Regions from separate parts of the Mus musculus genome. Here region 1 is linked to region 2. The links are chromatin contacts, called in public Hi-C maps. All regions are on one chromosome and are shown on one strand. Each heading gives the region's core, a stretch centred on a gene start, on an enhancer-like site or on the middle of the called end of the contact. The rest is flanking DNA. Distances are from core to core; before and after follow the strand shown. Region 1 has its middle 41 kb from the start of Mkln1os. Region 2 overlaps 2210408F21Rik (RIKEN cDNA 2210408F21 gene).

Region 1 (3,986 bases), core at 961-3,460, 72 kb before region 2:
TTGGATTTCCAGTCCAAAATCAATTTTGAGAAACATTGTGAGAAACAAGAATTTACTTATCACATACCTGGCCTTTGGCACATTCTTATCACAATTGAACTAAGATGAAAGTAATGTTTTGGTCTCCATCTCTTCACTCTTTGTTTGGAGCTCAGGTAAAGTAGTGCTATTAGGGCTGGAGAGGTGGCTTAGTAGTTAAGAGCACTGACTGCTCTTCCAGAGGACCTGGGTTCAATTCCCAGCACCCACACAGCAGCCTACAGTTGTCTCTAACTCCAGGATGCAACAGCCTCACATAGTACATGGAAGCAAAACATCAATGCACATAAAATAAAAATAAATAAATATTAAAAAAGAAAAAAATATTCTAAATTTAAAAAGAAAGTGGTAGTAATGAGATCTCAGTATATCAAAAAGGAAATAACTCAGGAGCTTACTCTGTCCCACCAAGAAGGGACCTCACATGTGTCTGTGGCTTTAATACCTTTGAGCTAGCATACCCATCATGGTGACCCAATGCCTGAGGAGCCATCGAAGGGAAGAATGGCATGTTCTGTGACATGCTCACAGTTTCAGAGGTCTTAGCCCGTGTTTGGCTGTCCCCATTGTTTCTGGGCCAGGAAGAGGCAAAGCATCACAGAGGAAGAAGGAGGAGAAGAAAGCTTCGCCATCTTGTAAAAGTCAGGAAGCAGTGAGAAAGCACTGGAGGAGGCTAAGACCAAGCAGGCCTCCCAAGGCACACCCACAGCACAGAAGTGAGGCCTTCTTCCAACAAGGTGCCACCTCTCATGGTTGCACCACCTAATAATTCAAGACTGGAGCCCATAATGGGTTAAAGCCTTAGAACTGGTCAGTGCCTTCCTGATGTAACACCCGTTCTCAAATCTCCCCCAGCGGCTGGCTCTACTCATCCCCTGGTCTCTTTCAACCCAATCAGGTTGCCCGTCACGATTATCCATCTCACCCCACAACCACACGTGTTATTTCCCCCGTCACAAATAAGGAAACAAAGGCCCAGAGAAATTAAGACATTTGTGTAAGCTCTCATAGTTAGTGAATGGCGAACACCTGTCTTAACTCGCTAGACCCAGCACTTCTTAGTGTCTAAGAGCTAGCTTGTCTGTGGCCCCCAATGCGCTTCTCAGGAACCGAGGCAACAGCTCTATGTTCCTTGAAACCTAACCATGCCAACCCTTCATTAATAACCAACTAAGCTATCAACTGAGCAGCATGCCAGGAAGGCAAAGCCAATGCGACTAAAAGACAAGAGCCACAATGGTATGAAAACTACAGATAGGAAAACACCTAATGTTAAGAAATATATTTTCCCCGACATCTCAGAGACATTTCCCCCACTTTGAGACAGAAACTTACTCTGTAGCCTAGGCCAACCTGGAACTCATTATGTAGCTCAGGCTAGACTCTAACCCATCGTGATCATCTACCTCCCGAGTACTAGGACTAGGTGTGAGAGAGCACGTGTGTCTTCGTGAGCCAGTGAGCAGTTACCTTGCCTCCTTTCCTCTCAGTTTGTGCTCTGGCTCTCCGGTTGTAAAACAGCTCAATGCTAACCAGTCCTGCCTGCATCAGACCACTCCGTGTTTATCCAAGGCTCTCATCAGAAACAGCTGTCCCTTAACACCCGCTTGCTGTTGGAAAACAAATGTATTTCCTACTGCAGATGGACTGATAATAATTTATGTGAATAATGGATTCATCTAACCATACAGAAAAAACCAGAGGTAGTGAATTAATAGGCAGAAAATGATACTAAAGTTCAGCTACGTGACATTTTAAACAGACAAACAAAACCGACGTTTGACTGACCCCTAAAGACTGTCAGCTGGCCAGATGAACTCGGTCCTTTTGGGTGAACCAGAAGATACCCAGCTGCCAAGGGACCAGGCAGTGTTTACAGGATCTCAAACCACTGCTACTTTCTTCTCATCTTCTCAAGAAAAACTCAGAAAGTACAAGGGTACCCCGCAGGCCACTAAGCACATCTCTGATTGTCCCCCAGGGAAATCTGATGTTGAAAGATGGCCCTTTTCCAAAATAGTGGTTCAAACCAGATGAGGAACTACAGAAAAGATGGCCTTCCATGGAAAAGACTCTGCCTCCAAATCCCTGATGTCTTCATTAGGGAGCCTAAAGGCAGGCACAGCAGCTGCTCTCCACTGCTCTGAAGCACTGTGGTACAGGGGGAGGAGCGATGTGTGGGGCTGGTGACAAAGCAGTTCTCCTTCTGTTCTGGCCCTGCCGGCATTTAACTGGGTGATCTTGGCAAAGGTACTTGTGGGCCTGATTTGTTCAACGAGATTTGGCCAGACGATGAGGCTTGCTGGCTCTAAAGTCCTGTTACTGTTCATCTTTGGGTTGGTACCTTTCATGCGATGAGAATCAAGGCAGGTTCTTGAGTGTTTTGCACAGGTTCTACTATTTCAAAACCCACGCCGCCCTCCTTTCTATATTCCTAGGTGGCTTCCTTTGCATTTGATTAAAGATAAATCTCCAGGGTGGTATTTAGAGCTTGCGATGGGGACATGGCTATTTATCCCGGCACAGTCCCTCACTCCTACCCATTGCCCGCGTTACGCTCTGGCATCACTACACTGTCTCTGCTTCCTCACCATGCCCTTAGTGCCATCCCGAGCATGCATCCTGTGTCAGACACTTTTCAGGTGCTTACCTGTACCGCTCGCTTGGCTTGACTGTCTTGTACTAATAAAGGCAGAGCTTGCTAACGAGCACGCTGCGATACATCATTAGATTAACAAAATAGAAGGTGATGTCTGCATTGTGTAACAATCCCTCCAGGTTACTTCTCTGTACAGCTTCGCCTCAGAGTTCTTCACTCCCAGTTCATGACGACTGGGGGGAAATGGCGCAAAGGCGTGTTCCCTTTTCAGTCCCAGCGAGCACAAGATGCACACACACGTCTGCTCACACGTGTTCCTTAAGTGAGCACTGACTTCCTCTCCTCCCCGTGGGAACTGAAAAATTGGCCAGGCGCCGTTCCATCTTCCCTTTACAGTGTGGTGCTGTGGAGGGAGGAGAGCAGGATCTGCCTCGCCTCGTGAGGAAAGGCTCATTCCTCTCAAACATCAGCCCACGTGCTGCTTCATCTGTGACATTTCCTTGTCTGGACAGGTTGAGGCCCTCATTTTCCTAGTCCCACTACACCATGGACTTTTCAACCACGGTGGAATTTGTCATATATCTCTGTATGATATGCAGGACACTCTGCTCAGCGACATGGACTGAGTCCCTCCCTCCCTCCCTCTCTCCTTCCCTCCCTCCCTCCCTCTTTTCCTTCCTTTCTTCCATCCTTTCTTAAAGCAGGCTCTCTAGGTAGCCCAGGCTGCTCTAGAAATCACTATGTAGTCTATGTTGGCTTCAGACTTGCAATCCTCCTGCCTCTGCCTCCCAGGTGCTGGCAATATGGATGTGCATGGTAATCAATCATCATTATCAACCTGACTGAATTTAGAATTACCCATGAGACAATGTCTGTGATGCCATTTCCAGAAAGGTTTAACTCAAGTGGGAGGCCTGCCCTAAATGTGGGCAGTTCTGTCCCATCAGCTGGTGTCAAGGAGCAGCAGAATTTAAAAGGAGACAGCAAACACTCCTGACTGCATATGCAACTGACCAGCCACTTCATGCTCCTTCCTGATGTTCCTTCACTGCCATGATGGACCAACCACACCTTTAAACTGTCAATCAGAATAAACCCTTCCTTCCTTAAGTCTCTTTAGGAAATCCAGTCACGACAACCAGAAAACTTAATAATAAGGGAAATTTATACTAAGAAGTATGGTTGCTGCTGTAGTAACCTTGTGGTTGGTAGGCCTTTGGAATTTGTGGGGGGTGGGGAATGTGAAAGAGTTTGCAGCTGTGGACTAGAGAAGCCCTAGACTGCCATGGGCATAGTTTAAAGACCCATTCTGGCAGGGATGTAGAAGACCAGAATGCTGAAAGAAGTG
Region 2 (4,184 bases), core at 745-3,244:
GAAACAAGTTTGATAACAGTGATGAATTTCTGGCAAGAAACTTTAAAAAAAAATCACACAGCGGCCCCTGACTATAAATTCAACACTGCCACAAGTTCGGGACCAATCAGGTCTAGAGGGTGAGACCCTATCTTGACAAGCTGAGCAGGAGCATGGGTTAGGGAGGTGGCTCAGTTGGTGGAATGCTTGCTGTGCAGGCATCTGGACCTGGGATTGGATGCCAGGTACCCTTGTAAAGTCAGGCATGATGGCATGCATCTTTAACCCCAGTGGCAGGGAGGCAGAGATGGGGGGAGCCCTGGGCTCACTGGTCAGCCAGTCTAGCCAAACTGATGAATTCCAGGATCAGAGACAACTTGTCTCCAAAAACAAAAACAAAAACAAAACAAAAACAAAGAAAAACAACAAAACAAAACAAAACAAAACGGCATGGAGAGTGGTTGTGGAAGACATTCCATGTTTTACCTCTGACCTCCTCACACACGCACATGTACCCCAAGAAATAGAAACATCACACACACACAACACACACACACACACACACACACACACACTGGACACATGAGACAGACAGACAGAGAGAGAGACAGAGAGAGAGAGAGAGAGAGAGAGAGAGCAATAATGGGGTGGGGGTGGGGTACCAGCCAACAGCTAGTGAGTAAAGGAGCTGTCCCATATCTGTTGGTTCAGTCCCATCTAGACAGAGAGACATCAGTGACCAATTTTAATGCCACCTGCATTTAAGTGGGGCACGGAGTGATGAGCAAGAGTATTTTGTGTAGGTCTGTTTAGACATTAGTCCCAAAGGATGTTCAGTTCAGCCACTGGTTTCATCTGGGATAACAATTTGCTTTATGTCTTTAATGGGTTAAAATCGAGCCTGGTTCCCTAGTGAAATTCATCAGGTAGGGGCAGGAATGTGGGTCTGGGCCTCACCAAGGAGCCCCATTCTCCTCCCCCTCTGTGTCTGTCATGTGCTAGAGGATAATGGTCCCTTCAGTTGAAGAGAGTGATGACTCATAGCTGTGGGTGGGGGCTGAACAGACAGGTATGATGAATACATCTTTCCCCGTGAGACCCAGAGACGACATTTAAAAAAAAAAATCTGTGGTTGGGATGCGTGCTGCTCCAGAGTATGATCGATTGCTTGGGATTTCAAACACGGCCAGGTTCTGTCCCTCCAGTCTCCCTGCTGTCTGCAGAGTCGCTTTGCAGCAGCTCTGATCAAGAACTGGGGCTGCATGCTGGACCCTTCCAATCCAGGTTGGCTTTGTGCCTCTCTCTGGCTCTGGCTATCAGAATGGACCAGAAGTAACTGTGCTGAGTCCAAGCCGAGCCTCAAGGGCCTACCTCCAGTGTCTCTCTTGAACCTGCTGTTACTGGCCGAGCATAGGCCAACCTGTAGGAGGATGAGCGAATGTGTACAGAGGGATGAACTGTCCTAGTAGATGGACTCCTAGGCCAGGGCACTGCACTGGGGCCGACCTTTAGGACAGGGTTTGCTGACCTCTGATCTAAAGCAATGTGTTACCCATAGAAGTGTTGGTACCAATTCTGGGACCCCAGCTTCTCCATTCGGATTCATCTCTGTCATTCTGGAGGAAAAGGGTTTACTTCCCGTAGAAGAGGATAAGAAGGGGCTGAGGATACGGTTTAGTGGATAGAACGCTTGCCCTAGTTTGCACAAAGGCCAAGACTAGAACCCCATGACCGCATAAAACTGGGCATGCTGGCATAGGCCTGTAATCTCAGCACTTTGGAGGTAAAAGCAGGGAAGACAGAAGTCAAGGGTATCTTTGGTTACACAGGAAATATGAGACCAGCCTGGGCTACATGAAAATTTATCTCAATTTTGGAAAAAAAAAAAAAGCAAAAAGATAAATAAATAAAAAATAAAATTAAAAAAAAAGGAAAGGGGGTTAAAAAAAAAAAGGAGTGGTTGATGCAGATCCAAGACAGCACTGAGCACGTATACAGGGAACAATTAAAAGCCTCTTAGCCACTTCCTCCTCAATGGTTGTTCCTCCTTAATGCTACAGGCCCGAATGATCAAGCAACGTTACATTTCCCAGCCTCCAATCTCTAATACTAATTTAACAAACGCACGCTGTATGTCTCAGTAAGGATGGGGCGCCACTCGTACTTCTGCCTGCTTGGAGTTCCCCGAGTGTATTGTGCTGTTTCACGCCTCCCTAACTCTGCACACAATGTTCCTTCTGCCTGGAACACTCTTAGCCCTCTTCTCTTACTGGCTAACGCCTACTCACTGATCAGAGCCGAGCTCAAGGATACTGCCTCTTGGAAGACGTCCCCAGGAGCACCACCACCTCCTCGCCCTCAACCTCCGGCCACATGCTCGGTCTCAGCACTCATTCTGCCAGCCTAACAATTAAAGCGGAAAAACCGTTTCTATGGTGCTCGGCACTTACTGTGTGCCGACACCGTCGTACAGAATCCTCTGGTTGAAAGCGTCCACATTCCTGTGCCATGCCGTTTTTCCTCAAGGCAAGCACAGATTCAGAAGTAGATGCTGTGACTTCCTCCCACCTGTTGAGCAAAGAAGATGCACGGTGATTTATCATATATACTGTATACCCACTGAGGGCACCTACTTTATCTTCTCATTCTTGCGGTACCCGGAACAGACTCGGAACAGGCAGCAAGAGGAACAGCAGCAAAGAGCAAACAATAACACAGCCCAGAACACATCTCACACAGTGTTCACAGCTCTCCCCGGGGCCAAAACCGGGCAGTAACTTTCTGAGGTAGCTGTTATAGGTGCCACATATCAGGAACGGAAGGCGTCAAGAATTCTCTGGTAACTTTCCCAAGGTTGCACAGCTAGTGTGCGATAGAGCCAGTTCCAGAGGCTGTGTTTACAACCACAGGAGGAAAGGAAGGCTGCAGTGACTCAGCAGAAATCCATTTCCATCCTCAAAGAGGAAGTCAAAGAATGAAACTCTGAGGCTAAGAGTGGTCCAACGGGCATGGCTGCATACTCGGGCTTAATCGTCAACAGGCTCGTGTCACGTGGGCTCGAAGGTGCTCAGTGTAGAGAGGTGGGTTGCTCTGATGGGACCTCCAATGGTTTTCCTGTTAACATGTTTACTCAGCATGATGCCTAACAGCCCACATGCTGCAACGGGAGAGGGTGGTTTGTTTAAGACCTCCCTGACAGCAGACAAAACCTTATGGCATAATCCCTAGGCAGGCCTATTCCATCGGATTCTTTACCAACGAGCATCTGGAAGACGATCTTGGAACTGTCTAAGAGGCTGCTGAACCTGGCTAGGCACTTTTTGTAAAATCACCATGGCCAGCTGCTCGCTGAAGCGTTGGCAAGTCCCCACGGGGCCTCCCAGACACTGTACCTCGCAGTGAGACAGACAAAAGCAGGGACACACTGTGATTGGACCACAGCTGTCTCATCTCAGCACAGGCCTGTGCTGCTGAAAAGACAACAACAGAGACGCAGCATGGAATTTTGCTTCTGGGACAATCAGGAGCTTGGCAAACATAGGTTATATGCATCCAAGACAGCTACAGATGTGGCCTACAACATTGTAGATGCTGATGTTGATGTTGCAATGTCAAGAGGTTGGAAACCCCTGCAGGTAATGGTTGGAAACCCCTGCAGGTAATCTTCCCCTTAAAACTGGAGCCTCTCTAATGGTTTAAAGGGCCGAACAGTGGCCAAGAGGACCTCCCATAGGCTTCTAGTTATTAGTACGAAACACAACAGAAGCCAGTAAGATCTCCGAACACCAAGTATCTTCATGCTCCCATGTACCAGCCCAAGGCTTGCCTCCTGCTGAGGATTTCTCCCAAAGACAATGATGGCCTGGCTGGAAAACTTTAGAAACATCCATTTGATCTGTATTCATTTTCAGGGCACAGGGTAGAGTTTATAGCATTTTACCTTCCCATTAAAATAGCTCAACTGTGTTTACAGCCTATTTTATCCAGATTGCAGATTAACAATTTAAAGTCTTCTGCTTAGCAAATCTATTTTCTCAACTGACCATAAACTCCCTGAGGGTTGAGAACATAATCTTTCTCCTTTGGAGTCCTCTGTTCAGACAATATGGCACAGTACTTGGTGGAGGTCAGAGGGACAGAGGACAAAGTATTTGGAGGAACCCCCCTAACACCTGCCCGTGCTCCGTGGCCGTCTTCAGGAGCAC

The links. Hi-C and Micro-C count contacts between places; a contact is called where the count stands out from the background.
Region 1: a contact with region 2 is called in a Hi-C map of cerebral cortex, with 3 times the contacts expected there. The contact joins two enhancer-like sites. A contact is called at or near these places in 1 of 15 datasets of contacts at CTCF or cohesin (pro-B cells), 8 of 484 Hi-C or Micro-C datasets (the G1E-ER4 cell line, the HL-1 cell line, cerebral cortex and 5 more) and 3 of 115 datasets of contacts at active chromatin or transcription factors (bone marrow-derived macrophages, embryonic stem cells and microglia).

Annotation. Positions count from the first base shown.
Region 1 is chr6:31,355,630-31,359,615 of GRCm38.p6, reverse strand. No RefSeq gene overlaps it. Among named protein-coding and RNA genes, the nearest start is that of Mkln1os, 41 kb to the left of the region's middle. Within about 2 kb of position 2,210, at least 65 of the 459 cell types and tissues checked have an H3K27ac peak or open chromatin away from gene starts, as enhancers often do. A contact at or near this core is called in cerebral cortex and muscle stem cells, where this site is marked.
Region 2 is chr6:31,283,366-31,287,549 of GRCm38.p6, reverse strand. The region is part of intron 2 of 2210408F21Rik (RIKEN cDNA 2210408F21 gene); the gene reads right to left. Among named protein-coding and RNA genes, the nearest start is that of Gm38782, 42 kb to the right of the region's middle. Within about 2 kb of position 1,994, at least 96 of the 459 cell types and tissues checked have an H3K27ac peak or open chromatin away from gene starts, as enhancers often do. A contact at or near this core is called in cerebral cortex and muscle stem cells, where this site is marked.